2 separate regions of the Mus musculus genome follow, and region 2 is linked to region 1. The links are chromatin contacts, called in public Hi-C maps. All regions are on one chromosome and are shown on one strand. Each heading gives the region's core, a stretch centred on a gene start, on an enhancer-like site or on the middle of the called end of the contact. The rest is flanking DNA. Distances are from core to core; before and after follow the strand shown. Region 1 holds the start of Rbm43 (RNA binding motif protein 43). Region 2 has its middle 30 kb from the start of Tnfaip6.

Region 1 (6,283 bases), core at 3,566-6,065:
TGTTGTTCACACGGTGTGCGCTCATTACTGGGGTAAGAAGTAGAGATGATACTTCATCAGCATCCCGAGAGATTTACAGGATCCCTTCATCCAATCAGAAGGATGCTCATAGGCTTTGTGTGTGTGTGTGTGTGTGTGTGTGTGTGTGTGTACGCGCTGTTTCATAATCTTCTATCATCCCTAAAACTGATCAGCTAGCCCTAAGAAGTTATTCAGCTAGTTCCGGAAGGGCTTCGGCAAATGCCAGAACAGAGTTGGTGCCACCTCCAACTTCTTGCTGTTGAGTAAGAGAGGCCATGATGTCATTTGTGCAGCAGGGTGATGCACTTCCAGATCTTTCATAATGGGTTCTGTATCATTTGTCACAAACCATTCTCCAGGAGACTGAAAAAAAATTTAACTCATTCTACTTGGTTCCTATGCTGTACGGAAGTCTGGGAAGATTCCTTGCAAGCTTGTGTTTGTATACAGAAGAGGTCTCCAGCCTCTTCTAATGCTCAAAATATTTTGTTTCATCCTCAAGCACCTGGGAGAAGCCCAGAGGCCTGGGGACTTGAAGTGATGTGGTCAGCCCGCAAGAAGCAGTTTATGTGCTCCTGTAAACTCTGGGGGAACTAAGGAGCAGGCAAGCTCAGTGGCTCCCTCCTTCTCTCCCTCCCTCCCTCTCTTCCTTTCTCCCTCCTCCTCCTCTATTTGCCTTCCCTCTCCCTTTTTCTCCTTCTCTTTCCCCTGTTCCTTCTCCTTCTCCTCCTCCATCTCCCTTTCTTCTTCCTCTGAGACTGGGTCTTTTTATGTAGCTCAGGCTGTCCTTAAAGTCATCATTAAACCTTAGCTTCATAAATAGTGCTATCATAAATGGTAGCTCTACCTGTTATACTTGTTTTTTAGTTTCTATATACAGTGTTTTAGAGATTGTGAGAAGAACATCATTGAATCTGTAGGTGTGTATATATGTGTGTCTAAGCACACTACATAGCACATATGGAGATCTGAAGATAACTTGTAGAGTCTGTTATCTCCTTTTACCATGAGGAGCCTCTCAGGTTGTTAGGCTCGCCAGACGTTTACTCACTGAGACATCTTACTGGCCCTACCCCTCCACCCCCACCCCCGCCCACACACACACACACACACACACACACACACACACACACACACACACACACACACCTCTCTTTCACACACATGCAAGAGAGAGAATATGTCTAAAATTTATTAAAGAGGTGGTGACTAAAATTTCCCCTTTGCTTTGTCCTCACCCCTTTCTGTGCTGCCTCCTGAGCTGTGGGCTGTGTCAAGATCAAGCTGAGTATCCTTCCCAGCCACCAGCTGTCAGAAATGCGCCACAGTGGACAGTGAACACAAACTTTGTACTTTCTATGAGAAGCCAAGAGTCGCAGACATTCCTGGTGATGTTCTAGATGAAGGATGGGAGGGCTACGAGGTCTGAATCAGTGGTGGGAACGATAAACAAGGTTTTCCTATGAAGCAGGGTGTCTTGACCACAGCAGACCCTCTTTTGTTGTTGAGAAAATGACATTCTTGTAGAGACCAAAGACCAAAGCACACAAATCTGCCCAGGGATGGATTGTGGGTGATGTTCTCAATGTGGATATTGTAGAAAAAGGAGAGAGGGGTGCTACTAAGCTGAGAGACACCACTGTGTCTTGGTAGTTGAGGCCCTGAAGAACTCGCAGAATCTGAAAACTCCAATCTCTCTAAAGACAATGATGTCCACTTGTATGTTGGCAGGATGTCCTTTAACAGAGAAGGCAGGAAGCCCAAGACCAAAGCCCCTAAGAGTTGGCGTCTTGTTACGCCACATGACCTACCACACAAAAGTTCATGAAGCTCTGAAGAAACAGGGCAGCAAAAACAAAGAGCAGGCTGCAGACTACACTAAACTTTTGTCTGCAAATGAAGGAAGCTGAGGACTTCTACTTAAGTGTCGAGTCCACTCAAAAATAACTCTTAAAGGGTAATAAATAAATAAATAAATAAATAAATAATCAGACTTGGAAAAAAGAAAATTTCCCTTTTTCTATTCCCAAGTATGTTAGGGAGAGGGGAAACTTCTTACAGTGTCATCTTGTGATTCTTTTTTTTTTTTTTGCCAACATGAATGCAGTTTATGAAAATGTCAAACATTGTTTCAATATTTTAAAACTTTAGAAAGGGTCTTTATGATCGTATATTAAGTTTAGTTTTGCCAATTTGTATTGTGGATTGCTCTGGTGCTGCTTGTATTTTGATGCTAATTCTGCTTCCCCAAGAGGGGCTGCCTGGGACAAGGAGTGAATCAAATACTCAGGTAACGTTTTGTGAGCTTTCTGCCCATTTTAACTTGCAAAATAAAGGCTAGAGCAGGTGATTGGCAGTGGAAGGGAAGGTGGAGCTAAAAAGTTTTAGGGAGAAGGAGGAGAGGGAGAGAAGAGAGGATGATGGAGGAGGAGGAGTTGGAAGGAAAATGGAGCAAAAGCAGGAGGTTTAGGGAACCCACAAGTTATAAGGGATCTCACAGCTGGAGAATAGAGTAGTGCAGTGGGAGATCTGCCCAACCTAGGCCTGCAGCTTATATTCATACTAATTGAGTTGTGTTTTCTTTGCACGGGGTTATTTGGGTTGGGAATTTACCACGACACATTTGACACAATGTAGCTAGAATCGCCTAGAAAACGTTTCAGTGAGGGATTGTCTAGGCTACTGCATCTCTGTGGTTATAATAGTGGTGGCGCTGTTCTCTGAGCAAGGGATCCTGGGTCGCATAAGTTGCATAAGAGAGGAGGAATCAAGCTAAGCAGTTGTTAGTCCATTGCTTTCTGCTCCTGTCTGTGGGTGTGGTGCCATTGGTTGTCTCAAGTTCCTGCCATCCTGCAGATGAAACTGTGAGCCAGGAGAAACCCTTTCTCCATTAACCTGATTATGTCCAGGGATTTGATTGCAGCAAAAGGAAAGGAAGACACCATGCTGTATCAAGAACATAAATGTGGGGGTGTAAGCAAGCTGATAGAGTAGGAAGCAGGGAGTCAGGAGGATAGTGCTGGCCTCTCGTGCACAGGCACTGGCTTCAATCCAAAACATAGGGGAAAAAAGTGTTCTTTCTGTTTGCTCTCATTACACTTTATTAGACATTCAAATTGGCATAGTGGGGATGTGTCAGCATGGTGGCATCAGCTTGAAATCCTAGCACTTTGAAGGCCGAGACAGGAAGATCTGGAGATAAACTATAAATTGAGGAACTATATAATTACATGGAGAGGAGACCTATCTCATTCTGTCCTAAAATCTTCATAGCTGTGAAGTACCATCAAGTATGTAAGTAGGTCCTTTCATTGGTGAGCTGAGTGGACTCCTCACTACAAGCAGCATATATTCATTTCTGTCCGGCCTCTTGGGGTCACTCATGCACTAGTGTTGGAAGGGAACTTCCAAGAGTAGAGCTGCTAAGTTTGAGGATAATTGCACATTTACACGCTTGCATGTCTTTGTATTTTGATAATGCTAGAACAGGAAGACCTTTACCTTAGTCACGGTAAAGGTCACGGCTACCAATCCTACTGAAAAGAAGAAGAGCATCAGAACAGCATACTAATTTTATTAATAGCTTATCACCATTGAATGTGACACAGAGGTCATCCGAGAGAAACAGCCAGAGGCCCGAAAAATACAGTTTTTATGCTCAAGGTAGATAAAGATTGGACAGCTTTGGGAACTGTGACTGGACAGAAGTTCGCTTTCTTGTTCTGGTTTGCTCTCTATTGCTGGATAAACTCCATGACCCAAAGCACCCTGGGAAGGTCAAGGTCTATTTTGGTTTATAGGTTACAGCAGCGCAAGCCAGGAACCTGAAGCAGGAGCCTGGCGGAACTGCTGCTGACCACTTCCTGTCTGCTCACTTTCACCTGCCTAAGGATGGTACCGCCCACAGGAGGCTCACCTCTTCTGCATAAATTAGCAATCAAGAAAATGCCACACTCCAATAGCGGCAGTACACCCCTTTAATTCTAGCCAAGGCAGGCAGATATCCCTGTGTTCGAGGCTAACCTGGTATACAGAGCAAGTTCCAGGACAGCCAGAGTTACACAGAGAAATCCTATCTCGAAAAACCAAAAAATGAAAAAAGGACAGAAAATGCCACAGACATGCCTACAGTACAGAGGTAGTTTCTCAGTTGAAGGTCCTCTTCCCAAATTAATCAAGTTGACAGTCAAGATTAGCCATCCCAGCCTGTCTGGATTCATCTTTGCTCTGTGCAGCATTCCTTAATGCGGGAATGGGACTTCCCTCAGAGAGAGGGGAGTATGTTTCATAGCTTGTTTGGGACGAGAGGTGTCTATTTTATATGACCCAACGTTGGGGAAGAAGAATCCTGTTTTCTGTGACTGGCTTAGGGTCAACAAAAATGCAGGAGAGAGTCAGGAAGGGGTCAGAGGGACTTGGCTTCAGGAATAGGGCAAGCTAAAGTGCTTATGTGGGGAGCTGTATTCTGAGTCCCTGAGAGATGTCCAAATCTTTAGAAATGTTTGCATCTAAACTGGTTTGTGGGATCTGCTAATTTGAGCACACCGGTTGAAAATTGGTATCTCCCAATTTCAGTTTCTATTTCTTTACAAGGGAGTTCGTGCTCTGCTTTTGCCTTTATATTTCTTTGATTTTACTGGGCTAGATTTCTTGTGTCCCAGGCTCCAGGGCCATTCGGCCAAGTGATTGAGTTTTGTGGGCAGCAGGGTACCTTCTTCATGTGCTCTGCGTTCCACCGGTGATGAGCCTGGGCGGACCCTGCTGGCGGGAAGGAAGTGTCGGGGATCGGGTTTGAGAATGCGCTGGAGAGACGGGGCAAAGCCTAGGAATGAGTTTGGAGAGAAGCCCAGATGCCCCTGGGGCATCTTGCACAGGTACCTCAAAGGCGCCAAGGGACCGACCCAGCCGGGCTCCGCCCTTCCAAACTGAGTCTCCAAGGAAACGGAACTGGAAAGCGAAAGCGGAACCCGTTCACCTCCAGTTTAGCGCTCCCGCTGCTCGAACATCTCCGAGGCCTGGCAAGTCGCTTTTCCCCGGGTTGCAGTGCAGGAAGGCGCGCCGAGGGTCCCGGAGCACGTGTCCTGCGCGGTCGCGCGCCCCGAAGTGGCCGTCACGGGCGCAGCAGGTCTGGCTCCCACGCGTGGGGATACGGCCTCTTTTCTCACCCGCCCCTGCTCAATAGGCAGGGACTCACGGGTTTTGTCCGGAAGGTGGTTTGGGCGGGACTGCGGTTAGGAGTGGGGGCGAGGACAGTGACCCAGAAATGGAGGCTAACTACTGGAAGGAGCCAGTAAGAAGTGTCTGAGCTGAAGGCACTGGCTTGCTGTCCCTCTCTCCGTCAGAGCTAGGCCTTTGACCAGGGACCCGGGGTTTTGCCTAGATGACTGTGTTTTGGAGCTGTTACAGTGAGTGCGTGAGTTTCTATATATATTTTACCTGATTTTGTGTGTGTGTGTGTGTGTGTGTGTGTGTGTGTGTGTGTGTGTGTGTGTGTGTGTGTGTGTTTTACTTGGTGAGAGTCAAGGTATAGTGCATGAAAATAAACTATTGAGAAAACAAATAGAAAACAAAACAGCAAATGAAATATTTCTTCTTAGTGCCACACTTAAGAAGAAAGTGTTACTTTACACCACTGTCAGTCTGTCTGTCTGTCTCCCTCTCTCTCCCTCTTTTTCTCCTTCCTTCCTTCCTTTCTGACATCAAGGCCAGAGCTTCTTAAAGCAGAGCATGGAAACTGTAAAATGGCACCACACCTCTGCTGAAATTCCCGTATTTCATAGTCTTTGAGTGGATTGTTTTTCTTCTTCACTGTGCACAGAGGAAGACAGGTCATTCTCTGCTTATAACGGGTCTCAGGAGAAGGCATGTAGCCACATGTCCTCAGACTTAAGTGAGTTAGTGAAGAAAGGATGTGCAGGACGTTGACGAGACCACGGAATGAAGTGAGGTCTTGCAGAACAAGGTGATTCTAAAGATAACGTGTGCGTAGACACTTGAATTAAGAAACGCATTAGTGCTGATGAGGTGTGGAGCTCTCCTGAGCTTAAATGGATATTTGTCTTTGATATTGATGAATGGCTGGAAGGTCTGTAGTTCATGAGCCACTTACCAAGGAGGCTGGCGTGGGCTGTCAGGGAACTGTGCTGCAGAGATAAAAGCCAGGAAGTCACACAGGCTGGAAGTCTGAAAAGTTCCTCTTGTAAGGGAAATTGCATTAAGTGTCTGAGGACTAGACTGAGGTATATTTTCATCTTTTCACTAT
Region 2 (6,066 bases), core at 3,357-5,856, 71 kb before region 1:
ACTTGTGTTTGTAGAGCACTGGCTATTTGGGCCTTGAATTAATTATGTTTCTGTGTCAGTGTCCTTCGGTTATTTCATCCTGCCACACCTACTCCAATCCATTACTCCATCCATTCAGCATCTCTGGGGATTGTTCTGTAAAGAGTTGCACTATGATGATCTTGTTGAGTTATTTCCCATGAAATATGGGAAGACACGATTAAGGCCATAATAGTTTCCAGGAAAATGGCGTGCTGAGTCAGCTCTCGGCGGCGGTTATCTCTGCCCAGTCTTACGACTTCTGAATTACACAGTATTGCTAGGAAGTCCCACAACACATTTATTCCAAATGATGTATTGCTAATAAATCTGGAGAACATTTCAAAAGTTCCCGAGAGTTAGTGGAAAACTGTTTTATATACTGATCCAAACACAAATGACATTTTCTACCTTTGTGTTGAAGGCTCTTACTAGGAAAGGGTGGAGGTGGGTGGATTTGAAACAGAGTTAGAAAGTTTGGCAACGTTTGGTTTCATGTAAATGTTCACACAATTTCCTCATTAATAAAGATAAATATAGAAACTAACTGCAACAGCTAAGGTACATGGGGTGTTTAAAAGGTCACACGCCATACCATACATACTCAAACATTTTAATAAATTTCATTTCTGAAACTCTCTATTCTCTCTACCCAACTTGATTTCCTGGGAGACCAAGGCTTACCCCGCAGCACCAGGGTATGTTGTCGGATCTTCAGATATGAATGGCCAACGGGTGCTACTGTCAATAGGGCAGTTGATATTAATTTCCTGTGCAGCATGAGACAATGCTCAGTTATCTTTCCTATGGTGGGAGCCTGGTGCTGTGACTTGGTGCTGTTCCCCTCAGGGTGCCCCAAGCCCAGAAGCCTCTCTGCCTGCAGGTAGTTATGGGTTCTGTTCAAACCTTCATATCCCGTCCCCTTATGGGGCCTCCCACATCAATCTGCTTTATACACCGTCTCATTTCCTAGAACTATCCTGGTGAAGTACTTAGCAGCTTGGATGAAGACAGAACCCTCCATTTGGAAATAGTCTTCCTCCGAGCTCCAATGGCACTGCCTAATTTTTCCAGCCCCAATGTGGCTACTTAAGAGTTTTAATGACACCTCCTCATTTTTCAAGGACCTCTGCATTCTGTCCATTAATTTATGCCCTGTCATCACCAAAATCTCCTAATATATTGTCTTTGCTGATAGTTGTGAAAACTCTCAAAGTTGTGTCAGAGTCTCATGTAGCTCCAGGCTGGCATTGAATTTATTATGCTATCTAGGAAGATCTTGGATAAGAGGTCAGATTATATATAGGCGCACCACCATTCCTGACTCTCTGCCACGACTTGGCCAAATATGAGGTGACTGAAATTAGGGGAGCTCATGGTTTGACTCCTGTTTCCTTTCATTGTTCCACATACCTGTTTTAGTGCCAGTTTTTATTACTCTAGCTCTGTGATATAGTTGCCATCTGGAACGGACACCTTTCCAGCACAGTTCATGTGCTCAGGGGTGCTTTAGCTATCTGGGGGTCTTTTGTAACTTCACATGAATTACAGGATTTTTTTTTATATCTATGAAGAATGTCATAAGGATTCTGATCAGGATTGCATTGCTTTTAGTAGGAAAGTCATCTTCACAATATTAGTCTACCAATCCACAAGCATGGGAGGTCTTTCCATTTTCTAGTGTTTTCTTCAATCTCTTTTTTCAGAGATGAACAGTTTCCATTGTTGAGGACTTTCATTTCCTCAGATTTATTTCTAGATTTTTTTGGAGGCTATTGTGAATAGGAGTGTTTCTATGATTTCTTTCTCAACATGCTCGTTATTGCTATATAGAGAGATCAACTGATTTGTTTTTCCTGATTCTGTGTTCTGCCACTTTACTGAAAGTGTTGGCCATTTCTTCATGGGAACTCTTCCATATAATGTCATATCATCTGCAACTAGGGATCTTTTCATTTCTTCTTTTCATATCCCTTAAATGTCCTTCTCTTGTCCACATGCTCCATGCTCCAGCTAGTGTTTTGAGCAGTGTATCGAGAAGCAGTGGTATTGGTGGACAACATTGTCTCATTCCTGATATTAGTAGGATTGTGTTATGATCTTTCCATTTAGGTGATGTCGGTTGTGGGCTTATCTTACATAGCTTTTACTTTGTTGAAGGATGTTCCCCATTCCTTCTCTCTCTAGGACTTTTATCAAGAAGATGTGTTGAACCTTGCCAAAGGCCTTTTCTATATCTACTGAGATGATAATGTGATTGTTGTCTTTAAATCCATCTATATGGCTATATTTGTTGATGTGTATGAACCATCTCTTGGTCATGACAGATGGTACTTTAGATGTTTGCCTGCATGCAGTTTGCAAGTATTTATTTGAGAATATTTGCATCTGCATTCAATAGGGACATTGATCATCTTCTTTTGTTGTGCTTTTACCTAGTCTTGGCAGGAGAGTGCTTTGTATCAGTAGATTGGTTTCATCAAAGGAGTTTGGGGGTATTCTCTATATCTATCTATCTATCTATCTATCTATCTATCTATCTATCTATCTATCTATCTATCTATCTATCTATGCTGTGAATGTGTCTGGCCTGAGACTTTTCTCTTCAGAAGATTTTTATTACTGCTTCAGTAGTATTGATTATGGGTCTCTTTAGGTCGTTGACCTCTTCCTGTTTTAACATTGATGGTTCAGATGAATCTAGAAACCCATGTATTTCTTTTAGATTGGTTCTTTAAGAAATGTGTTCAGGGCTGGAGAGATGGCTAAGGGGTTAAGAGTACTGACTGCTCTTCCAAAGGTCCTGAGTTCAATTCCCAGCAACCACATGGTGGCTCACAACCATCTGTAATGGGAATCTGATGCCCTCTTCTAGTGTGTGTTTGAAGACAGCTGCAGTTTACTCTTATAAAGATAAATAAATCTTAAAAAAAAAAGAGGAAGTGTGTCGAATGTACTTTGATCATATTCACCTCTCCTCCAGGTCTAACCAGATCCACCCCTTTTCCCACCTACCCAAGTTCCCATCACCCGGTCCACATGCTCCTGCATGCATGGGCTTGCGCTGGACCATGGCCATATTCCCTTACGATGTTCTGAATTTCTCTGTTCTCATACTGTTTCCGAGCTCATCTCTGATTTTGTTTATTTAGGTCTCCTCTTTCTCGTGGCTAGTTGGTCCCGAGGGCCTGTCCATCCTGCTTTTCCCACCTAGGAATCAGTTTTCTTTGTTGAAGCTGGCAGCAGCTGGGGATGGGCATCCTTGCTTCCTGCTGCCTCTACTGCATTCTGGGAAATAGTTTCAGTGCTGTTTTTTTGGTAATCTTCCTTTCTATTTACAAAATATCAAGAGATAAGTTGATCAGAGATATCACGTGGATCTATGAGCTGTTGACTCCTCAACGTTAACTCGTAAGCGTCTTCATTGTCTCAGACTAGCCATGGAGATAACGTTTTGCTTTCTTAGCTCCTAAGGTGGTTTGCCATCCATGCCTACTTTCTAGCTTCCAAAAACTTCATTTTAGATCTTTAAAAATATAAGCAGTTTGTGACATGTTAGTGGATTTTGGGGGGAGGAATATGTTTGTAAAACTCACAGCCTTCACCTGTTTGCAGCGAAAGTTAACCTCCCAAGTGCTGCACCAGGCGCCCCGCATCAGCCCCGCTTTCTCTGTGCTTTAGAGCATCTTCATCTCCAGCATTTGGCTCTTGGTTGCTAACAAAACAAGATCATTTGATAACTTGAGACTCAGAAGATACAGGATTCTTAGAAAGAAATAAGTAATCTTATGTAAAAAGCAAGGCTGACTTAAAAACTGTGCCTGGTCTTCCTACAGCCCCTCCAATAAGTCAATATTGATACTATATCTCCATTGAGACATGGGCTTTGCCCTTGACCACTGCCTCCATGCAGGCCGCCATTTTGTTTCACTACTCTCAACCTCTTGAAGAATCTCTCAAATACAGGCTCTTAATGTCTCAGAGTCTGCGGACAGCCAGCCTGGGGGCACATCATCTATTTGACACTTTCTTCCACACTTTGCCCTGCACAAGACGGAAGTTTGAGAAAACAGATAGAGCTTAAGTTTATCACAGAGACAGAGTCCCTGTTGTACAGGTGAGCCACCATTGCCTGGATGGCTTGGCTATTGTGCGACCTGAGCTTCCCTGAGATTTCCCATTTTTCAAGCCTGTCTGTCCATCTGGTTTCATGGACTCACTCAGCTCTGCCAACCTTCTAATGACTTGCCCTTAGGGTCAGTGATATGGCTTAGTAGGTAAAGGTATTTGCCACCAAGCCCAGCAACCTGGATCCCATGTGGTGGAAGGAGAGAAACAATCCCTAATGCTATGGGTAGCCTTTGCCTTTTAGACAAAGGCTCAGACAGCTTGCCATGCATCCTAGAAAGGCAGTGTGCAAGTGCCACAGGAGGCCGGAGCCTGGGATGGGAAAAAGAGGTCCAACAAGTCTTTAAAAAATAAACCTAAAACAATAAGGAAACAATAGCAGCCTTTACCATCCGTCCTGCTCACAATGTGCGAGCAGGGCAAGGCCCTCTGCCTCTGAAGCTCATGTTTGTCTTACCAGGGCCAAAGGCAATGACTCACTAACAAGATCCAGATTTCCCTTGGTCTAACATGCCAAGACCATTGTTTAGTAATATCTGAGAGCAATCCCTAAAAAATGATACAATCTAAAGTGTCCAATAAAATAACCACAAAGTGAAAATTTCAGACTAACAACTTTTATACCATTCCTGTAGAGATTCAGCTAAACAAAATAATTAGTTTTACAGTCTAACAGTGTGACCTGAAGTTCCTATAAAAAGGAAAAGAACAAAAGCCACACTTTTGTTAAAGATCCTACAGGCTGATAACTGTTAAGACATTTGTAATTGTAGCGTTGGAATGTTGCAGATTCAGATCCCAAATCTTTAGTCCCTTTAATGGCTTCTAACATCACTTCTAACATCCTGTGATTATCAGGTTAACCCTTTGGAATGTTTTAACAAGCCATTAGTTTCCATGAACCCAAAAGCTAAGGCTGTCATTACATAGTCTGAAATCTGTAGCGGAGATGTCTCCATTCTGTTGTAAGCTGCCTACCTCCCGCGCCCTTGCAATACATTTGCAGAGTGTGTTCGTTTGTGACTTTCTTTTATCCTGTAATTATAAAAACTTCATAAAAACGATTTCCACACTAGAACATGCTATTTGGAGCAAACTGAATCTGTATTCCCGGTGGGGAGCTGTGGTCACACATATTTGGCTCAAGAATAAACTCCTGCTCCCTTTGAAGTAAGAGCTGTGTTTTATATGGACAACAATAAGAGTTCTCTACAGGTTGGCAGCAATTTAATCTAACGCACAAAGACACCCACCATGTGCAAGGGTACATGACCGCAGTATCTTGCATTTCATAAGTACCAGGGCTTGGGCATGCCCCAGTGGGCCAAGCACTTGCTTTTCCTGTGCAAGTGTGAAGATTTGAGGCCAGATTCCCAGAACCCACAGAAAAGCCAGGCAGAGGTGGTACCTGCCTGCAACCCTGACTCTTGGGAAGCAGAGACAGGGAATGTGCAGCACTGATTGGAATGGGTGAACTCTAGTTTCAATGAAAGACTCTGCCTCTGTAGAGTCAATGGAGCTCACACATAGGAACTTGAATACACACACACACACACACACACACACACACACAAACACACACACACACACACATAGCTCTCTCCCTCTCCCTCTCCCCCTCTACACTTTATATTTTAATATGCTTAACTAGCTCAGTGGCAGGGCACTTCCAAACCTCCCTGTGGCTAGCACACACTCCCCTCCAGTATTCTTGAGTTAATACTTGCTAAATCTATATTTTATCAGACCTAATTGGGGGAGTGGCCCCTGGGGCCACTTTCCCAGATTCTTACATGTTGGCCGGCCTAAGTCTGATCTTTCTGCTTCCTTATCGTGACGATCCTCTCCTTCCTCTTCCCTTCATCTCCTGTCTGGGAAATCTAAAAGTTTCGTCTCAGCTGGGCATGGTGGTACTTGCTT

The links. Hi-C and Micro-C count contacts between places; a contact is called where the count stands out from the background.
Region 2: a contact with region 1 is called in a Hi-C map of uterus, with 4 times the contacts expected there. The contact joins the enhancer-like site here to the promoter of Rbm43 in region 1. A contact is called at or near these places in 1 of 39 promoter capture datasets (embryonic stem cells), 1 of 15 datasets of contacts at CTCF or cohesin (the NIH/3T3 cell line), 1 of 484 Hi-C or Micro-C datasets (uterus) and 2 of 9 other capture datasets (adipose tissue and pancreatic islet).

What each region holds. Positions count from the first base shown.
Region 1 is chr2:51,933,695-51,939,977 of GRCm38.p6, reverse strand. It overlaps Rbm43 (RNA binding motif protein 43), which reads left to right and starts at 4,815. Exons shown (of 5, transcript NM_001141981.2): 1 at 4,815-5,146. It also overlaps the pseudogene Gm13495 and the pseudogene Gm20588.
Region 2 is chr2:52,005,156-52,011,221 of GRCm38.p6, reverse strand. No RefSeq gene overlaps it. Among named protein-coding and RNA genes, the nearest start is that of Tnfaip6, 30 kb to the left of the region's middle. Within about 2 kb of position 4,606, at least 40 of the 459 cell types and tissues checked have an H3K27ac peak or open chromatin away from gene starts, as enhancers often do. A contact at or near this core is called in the NIH/3T3 cell line and uterus, where this site is marked.